Regions from separate parts of the Pan troglodytes genome. Here regions 2 and 3 are each linked to region 1. The links are chromatin contacts, called in public HiChIP or PLAC-seq maps. All regions are on one chromosome and are shown on one strand. The core of a region is the stretch at or near the end of the contact, and the rest is flanking DNA. Distances in the headings are between cores, read along the strand shown. Region 1 holds the start of FADS1 (fatty acid desaturase 1). Region 2 holds the start of LOC104001207. Region 3 holds the start of BEST1 (bestrophin 1).

Region 1 (3,917 bases), core at 926-3,425:
ATTTTTCTAATTTTTTTCATCTCTTCAGTATTCAAAACATTCCTAAATTCTGGCCGGGTGCGGTGGCTCACGCCTGTAATCCCAGCACTTTGGGAGGCCGAGGCGGGCAGATCACGAGGTCAGGAGATCAAGGCCATCCTGGCTAACATGGTGAAACCCCAACTCTACTAAAAATACAAAAACAAAATTAGCTGGGCGTGGTGGCGGGCACCTGTAGTCCCAGCTACTTGGGAGGCTAAGGCAGGAGAATGCCATGAACCTGGGAGGTGGAGCTTGCAGCAAGCTGAGATCAGGCCACTGCACTCCAGCCTGGGCGACAGAGCGAGACTCCATCTCAAAAAAAAAAAAAAAAAAAATCTTAAATTTCTATATAAAGTTGTCAAACTATTTTTTCCAGTTTAATCAACTTACACTTCTACCAGCAGTATGAGAGCTTTTATCCCACTGCACAGTCACATAGGAAAAATGGTTTATGTAAAGGACCTCTCTTCTGTTATTTAATACCCATGAATTTCTTATATAGTTGTAATCAGCGAACCCATACTACTTTGGGTTCTGCTTATTTCACGGGGAAGGATTCTATATCTATCAATATAGTTCACATTCTAGCCATTTAAAATCATTCTTTAATTCTTCATTGTGTTAACAGATCCCAATAAGTTTGGCGATTTTCTTATTGTCAGGACTCGGGTTTATTTCCAGTTTTTTCTATTAAATTGGCTATTTCTGCATCTTTGCACAGTCTCCCCTACTTTACCAAGAGTGAAACTGCTTGATCAAATAGAAAATGTTTTGTAGCTCTCATTAGACACTGCCAAGTTGTTGGGCAAGGTTTTTAAAAAAGGAATATTGGCTGTACAGAGGTGCAGCTGTGTGGACCATCATTCCTGAGCAGGGTCCAATAGCCTGGCATCTTACCTGGAAGTCAGGACATCTAAACTTCCCTATGGGAACTTGGTAAGTCCCTTCCCCATTCGAACCTCAATTTTCTTATCTATAAAATGAAGAATTTGGATGGAATGAATTAATCCTTTTCTACCAGAAATCTAGCCATATTTCACCTAGTCTATTCTGTATCACCCTCTCCTGACTCCTACGTGCTCAGAATCTAGCTCAGTGCTTGGGACAGTTATGTTTCCTTTCTCTTTGAAGTGCCCAAATACCAGTGTAATGAGAAATATGGCAGAGCCTGAGAGTTCAGAGCACAGGCCAGGGTCAAATCTCAGCCCTCCACTTACAAGCTGTGTGACAAAATAACCTCCCCCGGGCTCAGTTTCTTCACTGTAAATTAGGTTAATTGTTCCAACCTCATAGGGTTGTTAGGAGAATTAAATGAGTTAAGGTTTGCAAAACGCTAAGAACAGTGCCTGGCACACAGTAAGTGCTTTATAAAGTGTTTGTTGAATAAATAAAATTTTGGACCTAAACTCTGGGTCTCTTCAGGACTGCAACAGCTTTGTAACTGGCAACCCCACTTTTAGGTGCGTTCCCACTCCTCTAAAACCCAGAGATCTAAATGCCAAATCTCTCTGCTTAAAAAGTCTCCCAGGGCTCCCAGGCGCCTCCAGGCTAGAACAGAAATGCCTCAGCTTGAAGACCCAGGCTTTTCAGGTGAAACACCTAAGGGTCAGGAGACGCTAGGATCATCACTCAAGGATCCCAGTGAATTTTTCCAAAATACAATAAAAATAAAAACAAAAAGAGGCAAACAGGGTTATAAAAATTGTGGGGCATTTTAAATGTTTCATTGAACAAATTAAAGCATTAACAGCCCTCCCCCAACCACCACCAAGCCCAAGAGACCGTAAATATGCTGTTCACAAGATAACTGCAACTTTCAAGGGCTCTCAGGCTGCTACTTCGGGCAGCACAATTGGCGGCACGACGTGGCGAGCAGGCAGTAGTTTCCAACCCTGGAGGGTCAGCGTCTGGAGACCCCGGCCAAGGCATCCACAGCCTAAAGATGATGTCCGCGACCGCCCGGGCAGCCTCGTGCACGGAAAAGCCTCAACCCCGGCCCCGCCCACCCTTCCTGCGGCCACCCCGCAGCCCTGGCCCCTCAGTCCATCCACTCCTGGAGCGCGGCCCCCCACCCAGGGCCTGCACTAGAACCGCTATTCCTACCGCGGCGCCCCCTGGGAGCCAACGCCGCGACGCCCGCCTGACGTCAGGAAGTCGAATCCGGCGGCGACGCCTTTAGGGAGCCCGCGAGGGGGCGCGTGTTGGCAGCCCAGCTGTGAGTTGCCCAAGACCCGCTGGGGGGCGGGGTCTCGCTCCCCGCGCCACGAGGCTCGGCCAATGGGAACGCGCGCTGCGAGGCCCGCCGGTCTGCCCTGCGGTGCTGAAAACCCGGCGCTTAGGCGGCTGGCTCTGGGCGCGCGCCAGCAAATCCACTCCTGGAGCCCGCGGACCCCGAGCACGCGCCTGACAGCCCCTGCTGGGCCGGCGCGCGGCGTCGCCAGGCCAGCTATGGCCCCCGACCCGGTGGCCGCCGAGACCGCGGCTCAGGGACCTACCCCGCGCTACTTCACCTGGGACGAGGTGGCCCAGCGCTCAGGGTGCGAGGAGCGGTGGCTAGTGATCGACCGTAAGGTGTACAACATCAGCGAGTTCACCCGCCGGCATCCAGGGGGCTCCCGGGTCATCAGCCACTACGCCGGGCAGGATGCCACGGTGAGCGCAGCCAGGCGGGGGCACAGGAGAGGGCGGGACCGGAGGCTGAGTGCAGGGGAGACAGAGTTACGCACTCCGAGCCAAACACCGACTAATTCGGAGGAAAGCCCGGAGGCGCCTGATCATACCTGTTGCCCGGTGATTGGGTGTCCTGCGGATGCGGGATGAAAAGGCGGGAGAGAGGCCTGGAGAAGTGGAGTCTGGGGAGTGGGGATGGAGGCCAACAACACGCACACAAAAACAAAGGGCCCCGCCTCCCTGCCGTGCATTCCATCTGCAGCCCCGAGCCTCAGGTCTCTGGGCGGGGACAGGACCCCGAGCTGGGTAGGCTAGGAGGGAGGAGAGCAAGGATGCAGGCCGCCTGGGGAGGGAGGGGGTCAGTGGCCAGGGGAGGGAGTCACATCCTGTCTCGATGGCTAGGAGAGGCAGCGCAGCCGCGTCTGGACCTAGGTGCCGGTCTCCACTCGCCAGCAGGAGCGGAGAGGGAGCAGGAAAGGAGCCCATTCTCGAGGATGGGGCTGAAACGGGAAGCTTGGGGAGACCGCTGCCTTGGGGACCCCTGCGTCGTGTGAAGACTGGAGGACGCGGAAGGGACAGCGCTGGCCGGGGAGGGCAAGCGGCCGCTGGCGTACATAAGGGATTGGGAATGGCATACACTTAGCGAGGACCCCCAGAGCTGTTCTCGAATCGCCGGGGAGGCCACTGAGCCGCAGGCCAGCGAGGTCTTCAGCTATTCCGCGGAGCGGACCGCTGTTTACGCTCTGGGGCGGTAGGCCCTTCGCGGGGTCCTGTCCCTTCTTCCGTTGGTCTCACTGCGGGGTCGGGGCGCGCCCCAGCCCCAGGCCTGCTGCTTCCCTTTCTAGACCACAGCCCTCAGAGCTAAGGCCCCGGCGCCTCTCTGCTGGGTTGGAGTCCTGGGGACTCAGCCCTAGGGACTCGAAAGTCGGGGCGTTCCCTTCACCGCGTTTCCCCCTTGGCGGCCAGAATGGCATCCCCTCCCCTTGCATCCCCCTCTGATCCCGTGCCCTGCAGCGTGATGCCCTCCACTGTCCCTATCCACTACCCTGGCGTCCCAGAGTGTGCCGCGGGTCACCAGGTTCCCATAACGTCGCAGCAGAGCTTAGACGCTGCGGGGCGAAGACCCGCCTCACCCTCTGACGCGACCAGCCTAGTGGGCGAGGCCAGAGCTTGCGCGGGTCAACCAGAGTGACCACTCGGGAGCCCTGACTGCGGCCAAGGGCGCA
Region 2 (3,917 bases), core at 1,063-3,562, 220 kb before region 1:
TTGGATCCTATATATGGTGACTTTGCTATACTCTTATCCTAAGAGATTCCCAGTGTAAGGTTTCTAAAAACAAAGCTAATGAGGTGTCTCTATGCTGTCTCTAGGATCAAGTTTAACCTCTTTTTATGGAACACAACCCTGCCCGATCTTGCCCCTATTCTCCACCCTAACCAGCATCCCCCAACATAAACTGTACTTTCCAGGCCAACATTCTTTCTTTCTTTCTTTTTTTTTTTTTTTTGAGACGGAGTTTTGTTTTGTCTTCCAGGCTGGAGTGCAAAGGCGCGATCTCGGCTCACTGCAACCTCCGCCTCCCAGGTTCAAGCGATTCTCCTGCCTCAGCCTCCAGAGTAGCTAGGATTACAGGCGCATGCCACCACACCCGGCTAATTTTTGTATTTTCAGTAGAGAAGGGTTTAGCCTTGTTAGTTAGCCAGGCTGATCTCCAACTCCGACCTCAAGTGATCCGCCCGCCTCGGCCTCCCAAAATGCTGGGATTACAGGCATGAGCCACCGCGCCCAGCCCCAGGCAACATATTTTCTTAAGGCAGCTTTAACAGGCCATGCATTTCCACATTGCCACACCTTTGCATATGCTGTTCACTCTGCTCCAAATTCCCTTCCCTGTTTCTCTCCCGCACTTCACCTTCCTTTTAACTTTTTCTTCAAACTCAGCTCACGTGTCTTGCTTAGGGAGGGCTTCCCCGACCTCCTCCTATCCCAGACTGGGTAAGGTACTCTCCTGGTCTAGCAGCATCCTTCTGTTTACCTTATTCTTGTAGCTCTAGCACCACTAAAACGTTTTTCCTGCAAATAACATAGGTGCATTTTTAAATGAAACCGTGAAAAAGAAATCACCCTAATTCCGTCGGCAATTTATTTTAGTATTTCAGGAGAGTTGCTTTTTTAAACTAAGGTTTGGAAGTCTAGCTTCCAGCTGCAGGTTTGTGAGCATCCTGAAATTCAGTTCTTCCACCGATGCGTCAAAAGACGCGACAGAACAGTGGACCTCGAAGCCAGGACCTAGGTAAGGTTAGGGCCTAGCTCTAGCTCTGCCACCCATAAATTCACATCCACCCTGTGCCTGGGACTCAGCTGCAAGCCACACACACTGGCCCCACCCCTCCGGGGTCTCTTTCACCTGTCACCCGCCATTAACCCCGTCAGCTTCTCTCCAATGACACCCCAGGGTTGTCCTACAGGGCCACCGAAGCCTGAAGCTCCTGTGAGTGGGGCCGATAAGAGGCCATTTTGAAAAGTCCTCAGCATGGGCTTCGCCTTTAGATCCACGTCGTTTCTCCTTTCTAACCCGAGATGTGTCCCTTGGGTGCGAAGCGACACCAGCGATTCTCTCGGAGGCCCCGGTGGCTCACCCCCACGACTCCCCGGGGAGGCGGTCCCCATCCCTAGGGAAACCCGGCCCGCCCAGCCTTTGTTGCAGAAACTGCACACGGAGCCATATTTGCTTTCAGCCAAAGGCAGACGTGGTCGGAGGAGTCGGAAGGGCAGGGGCGGACCCGAAACCCGCCGTGCGCCCCACTTCTCCATCGCGCTCCTTCCTGGACTCTGAGGAAGAGAAAATGCGCTCGACCACCTAAGGACCGCGTCTCCACCTTCCACCTTCCCAATCTGCAGCTTCCCAATCTGCAGCAAGGTGTCACAAGGGCTTCTCCGCAGCTATGATTTTTAACACCATGCCCCGGGCCAGGAGCCTCAGGGTGCCCGTTCGGGAAAATGGGAGCCGAATCAGGATCACCCCATGCGCCCCCGCACCCTTCCCCCGCCGGTTCCAACGCCCGGGCGCCCCTAGACCGGGGGGGGGGGGGTTCTGAGGTGGACTTCCTGCGCCTCCTCGCAGCTTCCCTCCAACTCCACTAAACGGGCACAGAGACGCCACCGCTGTCCCAGAGGCAGTCGGCTACCGGTCCCCGCTCCCGAGCTCCGCCAGAGCGCGCGAGGGCCTCCAGCGGCCGCCCCTCCCCCACAGCAGGGGCGGGGTCCCGCGCCCACCGGAAGGAGCGGGCTCGGGGCGGGCAGCGCTGATTGGCCGGGGCGGGCCTGACGCCGACGCGGCTATAAGAGACCAAAAGCGACCCGCAGGGCCAGACGTTCTTCGCCGAGAGTCGTCGGGGTTTCCTGCTTCAACAGTGCTTGGACGGAACCCGGCGCTCGTCCCCCACCCCGGCCGGCCGCCCACAGCCAGCCCTCCGTCACCTCTTCACCGCACCCTCGGACTGCCCCAAGGCCCCCGCCGCCGCTCCAGCGCCGCGCAGCCACCGCCGCCGCCGCCGCCTCTCCTTAGTCGCCGCCATGACGACCGCGTCCACCTCGCAGGTGCGCCAGAACTACCACCAGGACTCAGAGGCCGCCATCAACCGCCAGATCAACCTGGAGCTCTACGCCTCCTACGTTTACCTGTCCATGGTGAGCGCGGGCGGGCCTAAGCGGTGGCGGGGGCCGGGCGCGGTTCCCGGGGCGCGCGCTGGGGCGGGCCGGGGGTGTGGCCACCCGCGGGCTCCCCCGCCTCCCTGCGCCCTTCTGGAAAATGGAGGCTGCTCGAGGTTTCCGAGGACTTCTCTGGCGCAGAAAGTCGGGGCAGCTGGTTCTTCTCGGCTGTACCCTGAGAATGCTCCCTCCTAGGCCAGGGCCGCCTCTGCACACCCTTCTTTTTTAAGGAGAGCTTGGTGTCCTGAAATCCTGGGGTTGCAAGACTGCCAGCCTGTGTGATCAATCCTGCGGTTAGGAAGGTGGAGTTTTGCTCTCCCATCTTTTCCTCTGCCTCCGGCATTTGGCCCTAAATGCCAGCGTTTTTTGCTTAGGTATCCAGCTCCCGTCCGCCTGTGTGTGGCGGAGCTGCTGGGTAACGGTGTCGAATAGCAAACCTTGGGGGCTGGCGGGAGGTGGCTTATCTTGTGGGTAGATCCCTCTCGAGCAGCCGTATCCACCTCTCGGCTCTGCTTATCTCTAAGTCCCACTTGCTTTGAAGCATATCTCTAGGAATCGCCCCTTCTGCAGTCACCGAAGTGTCACCTGACCTTGCGCCTAGGGAACTTAATTTATCTTTTATGTATCTTACCGTAAGAGGTGTGGAGTTTGGCCTACTAATTGAACCCCCAGTTCTTGGATAAAGTCCACCGACAGTTACTGGGCAAGAAATTTTTCAGTGATCAGTGGAATCAATTTTCCCAAATCTTGGTCTTAGGCAGTGTCGTGGGAGTCTTCCTTAGAATTGCCTTGTGATTGTCCAAACTATCCCAAGAATAAATGTGTTCCAAATGGATTTGAAAACAGGCCTGTATTTCTGTGACTGTCACTGCCTTTCACAAACACTTGACTACATCAAATGTCTACAACTGAAAATCAAATTTTTGTGATATAACTATTATAAAAGTATGTTTACATCAACATACTGTCCACATTTGCCACCTTGCATGGGGGTTTTTAATTTGTGTGTGTGTGTGAGAGACAGAGTCTCGCTCTGTCACCCAGGCTGGAGTGCAGTGGCGCGATCTCGGCTCACTGCAGCCTCCGCCTCCTGGGTTCAAGTGATTCTCTTACCTCAGGCTCCTGAGTAGCTGGAATTACAGGCGCACGCCACCACGCCCAGCTATTTTTTTTTATTTTTAGTAGAGACGGGGTTTCACCATGTTGACCAGGATGGTCTCGATCTGCTGACCTCGTGATCCGCCTGCCTCGGCCTCCCAAAGTGCTGGGATTACAGGCTGAGCCACCGCACCCAGCAGGGGTTTTTAATTTTATAAATAAATATGTGGTACAGCTGGCAGACTCCTGAGCTCAGTTTTAACCTTGCTTTAACATGGTTAATACAGGAGCAGGGAGGAGAAAAGGACTAAGTGCAGGGTCAGTACTCCAGCGCCCTCTCATCAGACAATGAATTCTGACACTGGCTGTAAGTT
Region 3 (3,917 bases), core at 363-2,862, 190 kb before region 1:
GGCCTCCCAAAGTGGTGGGATTACAGGAGTGAGCCGCCACACTCAGCCAATAAGTATGTTTTAACTAAAGTTAACACACATGCCTGGCACCATGCCTGGAACATTGATGCTCATTCTGTACTCTCTGAAGGAATAAATGAAAATCCTGCCTTTGTGGAGACAAGTTCTTGCCTTCCCTGTGGTGGCCACTAGAGAGCGTGCTTGACTAGCTGGCTCTGGCTGGGGAAGCCTGGTTCACTGGTCAGGATCAGCGTAGACCACGGAGCTGGCACTGCTTCATCTCCCTGACCCCGACCAGCAGCCATAGAGCCATGAGAGGGAGTTGGAGACACTAGAGTCCCTCCTCCCTGTTCCCTCAACCGCAGGCTCCTTGGCAATATCCCAGGAGTACCACCAGGACCATCGACAGTGCATGCCCAGTCTCCCTTCCCCTCCCAGAGGCCCCAGCATGTCCCCAGAGACATCCCATGAGCAGCTGCTCCTGGCCCTGCCCCAGAGCTGAGACAGGCACACCCTGGCACAAGTCATGGTCTCTCCTACTGGGTCTCAGCTATGAAAATGTCCCCAGTTAGCCAGGCACGGCTCAGGCACACAGCAAAGTCATGAGTGCTGATTGACCCAAGCCGTGCCTGGAACAAGAGTCCCAGGATTGACCCCTGCAGAGATGGCACCCAACCCAGTCAAGGTCGCCCTCTTCTGCTTTCTGTTCCGCAAAGAAAATATTCGCCAAACCATTTCTCCTTCCAGAACTGAGCCTAATCTGATTCCTGCCTGTACGTATTCATAGTCAAAAAATTTGGAAACACTTAAATAACAACTCTAACACAGAATGGCAAGGCCTAAGATCTGTGCCAAGTGCACAGAGGTCAGGGAAATTTTTACAGACAATGGGGCATTTCGGTTGGGTCTTGAAGCATGAGTAGGAGTTCATGGAGCGGAGAAGAATGGAAGAGCATTACACATCAGGGGAACAACCTACGGAAAGTCATAGAGCTATTCCTGAAGGATGATTCAGTATCGCATGTTTATCCACATTTTACAAAGGAGGACACTGAAGCTCAAGGCCTGCCTTGTCCAAGGTCACACAGCTATAAATGGCTTGAGACTAGGATCTAGGTCTTTTGATTTTGGATCCTGAGCCCTTTCCCACTATCAGCTCTACAGTAAAGGTCAGTTTCTGAGAGATAGAGTCTTACCTGCTAGGGTAGTGGTCTCTCTTGGGGTTGAAGGGAGGTCCAAAGGATGGGGCCTGCATGAAAGATACTTTTTTTTTTTTTTTTTTTGAGACGGAGTCTCGCTTTGTTACCCAGGCTGGAGTGCAGTGGCATGATCTTGGCTCACTGCAACATCTGCCTCCTGGGTTCAAGTGATTTCCGGCTAAGTTTTGTATTTTTAGTAGAGATGGGGTTTCACCATGTTGGCCAGGTTGGTCTTGAACTCCTGACCTCAAGTAATCTACCCGCCTCGGCCTCCCAAAGTGCTAGGATTGCAGGCATGAGCCACTGTGCCTGGCCGCATGGAAGAGACTTTGACTGCAGCAGATTCCAAGCTCTCGAGCTTCCCAGCAGAGAGCCATCTCTTGGGGCAGCAGGGCAGAGCTGGGGAGATGCGCGGGGGTGCCAGACACAGAATGCTATGGCCTTCTCATCTAGAATTACCATAGCAACAGGAGCATCACAGAGGGCCTGCCTCGGTGCCCTTCTAGGCCCTGCCTCAGCTGGGCAGGAAGAAGGAGACCCAGCTTGGCTGGGGGCAGTAGGCAGGGGGCCCCGGGGTAAGTCAGCCAGGCCTGGATGCTGCCTCCAGGCTTTATGTGGGACACCTGCCAGCCCACACCCCTCTCTTGGGCCAGTCACAGAACAAATAGGGCAGAGGCCAAGAAAGAAAAGGAGGGGGCTTGGCATAGCTGGACAGGGGTGCTGGGGGACACTGCCAGTCCAGGGCCCGGAAGCCAGACAGACAACAGCACCTCCACCCTGAGCTCAGGCAGCCCTGATCCCTGAAGGGTGGAGTAAACTCAACATTCAAAGAGATAGAAACATAAGCCCTGGGCACCACAGAAAGACGACAGAAACCAGGAGAGGCTGGGATACACCTAGGTCCAACTTCATCAAACCCAGTCCTGCCCATGACAACGGAATAGCATGGAATAGACCAGAGCTGGACCAACTAGAGACACGAGGCAAGAGGATCCACTGTGCTGCGAGGTCCCCCATGGACTCTGCCAGGCTGCAGTTGGCCAGGTGAGGCACTGACCACTCTCCACCTTCCACCCACCCCCACCCCTCCAGCTCAGAACTGGGGCTCGTGGCAGGTGGGTATCAGAAAGGACATCATGGGTCAGGCTTCTCCTAGACAACTGTGCAGGGCCTGGATGCCGTCAAAGGTTCACACCCAGTGAGTAGCCTCAGTGTCTTCAGCTCAAATGGGCATGTTGAGTTTGACGTGCTGTGAAAGAATGGTAAGTTTCTCGTCCAGCTGCTCGTTTTGCAGACAAAGAAACTGAGGCACAGAGAAGGAAAATGACTTGCATGAAGTCACAGTAGGCCGCCTGTCTAGGTGAGTGCAGCAACTCCCCGCTGCCCCAGGATGCTCCTGCGGTTCGCTTCCACGGCGAGCACTGAATGCCGACCGACCGTGTTTAGCGCTGCGGTGGCCACTGTGAGAGGGAAAGAATAGTAGAAACAATCAGTTCTCCCCATCTTGACCACTTACCAGGTGTCAGGCAGTGCACTAAGCGCTCTTTAGAAATGTCATCTACTCATCAAAACAACCCCTGGGGAAGAGGAAGGGTCATCCATCTGTCATGGTGGATGGATGTGGGGGAGGACGGCACAAGGGTAGGCTAGATGAGGAGTAAGCCACATTGGCCCCTATCTGTCAGGTCAATGGGCTGATGGCAGGCTGCCTTAGCTGCCTTTCCCTGCCTCAGATGCAGACTGGCTGGGCTTCCACAGCTACAGCCTTCTCCACCCATGCTAGGGCTACCAGACTTAGCCAATAAAACTACAGGCCAGGCCAGGCGTGGTGGCTCCTACCTGTAATCCCAGCACTTTGGGAGGCTGAGGCGGGTGAATCACGGGAGGTCAGGAATACAAGACCAGCCTGGCCAACATGGCAAAATCCCGTCTCTACTAAAAATACAAAGATAATTAGCCAGGCATGGTGGCGCATGCCTGTAATCCCAGCTACTCGGGGAGGCTGAGGCAGGAGAATCACTTGAACCTGGGAGACAGAGGTTGCAGTGAGCCAAGATTGCACCATTGTACTCCAGCCTGGTTGACAAGAGCGAAACTCCGTGTCCAAAACAAAAACAAACATTAGATGACATCCTGGCAAAACAACTACAGGACAGTCGGGCAAATAAGAACTTCAGATAGAAAAGTGAATAATTTTTAGTGTAAATATGTCCCGGGGGAGGGGCCCGGGAGCATCGTCCTTTTTTCTGTGGTCCCTCTGCTTTGCTGATTTGCTTAATTGGTCCATTCCTTCCTGCTGCTGACTTCTAGAACCTGGCTTCTCAAACTGAGGTCTGGGGCCCAGTTACATCATTTGGAAGCTTGTTACCAATGCAGAATCTGCCCTGGTGCAGTGGCTCACACATATAATCCCTACATTTTGGGAGGCTGAGGTCGGATGATTGCTTGAGCCCAGGAGTTTGAGGCTGCAGTGAGCTATGATCACACCAGCTCAGAACTGCAGTCCAGACTAGGTGACAGAGCAAGACCCTGTCTCAACAAAGGAAGGAAGGAAGGAAGGAAGGAAGGAAGGAAGGAGGGAGGGAGGGAGGGAGGGAGGGAGGGAGGGAGGGAAGGAAGGAAGGGAAGGAAAGGAAGGAAGGGAAGGAAGGGAAGGAGGTAGGGAGGACTCCATTCTGCAGGTCGTCTTTTTTACTTTGTCGAGGAGGTTCCTTGATG

What was found. HiChIP or PLAC-seq counts read pairs in DNA pulled down with a chosen protein or histone mark.
Region 2: a contact with region 1 is called in an H3K4me3 HiChIP or PLAC-seq map of stem cell-derived excitatory neurons, with 4 times the contacts expected there. The contact joins the promoter of LOC104001207 here to the promoter of FADS1 in region 1. A contact is called at or near these places in 1 of 7 Hi-C or Micro-C datasets (stem cell-derived neural progenitor cells) and 1 of 1 datasets of contacts at active chromatin or transcription factors (stem cell-derived excitatory neurons).
Region 3: an H3K4me3 HiChIP or PLAC-seq map of stem cell-derived excitatory neurons shows a contact between it and region 1, with 17 times the contacts expected there. The contact joins the promoter of BEST1 here to the promoter of FADS1 in region 1. A contact is called at or near these places in 1 of 7 Hi-C or Micro-C datasets (stem cell-derived neural progenitor cells) and 1 of 1 datasets of contacts at active chromatin or transcription factors (stem cell-derived excitatory neurons).

What each region holds. Positions count from the first base shown.
Region 1 is chr9:64,065,525-64,069,441 of NHGRI_mPanTro3-v2.0_pri, reverse strand. It overlaps FADS1 (fatty acid desaturase 1), which reads left to right and starts at 2,175. Exons shown (of 12, transcript NM_001364483.1): 1 at 2,175-2,673. The coding sequence starts at 2,299. It also overlaps a transcript of FADS2 not described here.
Region 2 is chr9:64,280,784-64,284,700 of NHGRI_mPanTro3-v2.0_pri, reverse strand. LOC104001207 reads right to left here and starts at 2,312. Exons shown (of 3, transcript XM_009423374.5): 1 at 2,215-2,312; 2 at 1,923-2,073; 3 at 1,016-1,677. The coding sequence starts at 2,312. The coding sequence ends at 1,138. FTH1 (ferritin heavy chain 1) reads left to right here and starts at 1,670. Exons shown (of 4, transcript XM_001140124.8): 1 at 1,670-2,424. The coding sequence starts at 2,311.
Region 3 is chr9:64,259,039-64,262,955 of NHGRI_mPanTro3-v2.0_pri, reverse strand. It overlaps BEST1 (bestrophin 1), which reads right to left and starts at 1,612. Exons shown (of 12, transcript XM_063782962.1): 1 at 1,446-1,612; 2 at 1,197-1,249. RAB3IL1 (RAB3A interacting protein like 1) reads left to right here and starts at 1,668. Exons shown (of 9, transcript XM_054662338.2): 1 at 1,668-2,243. The coding sequence starts at 2,215.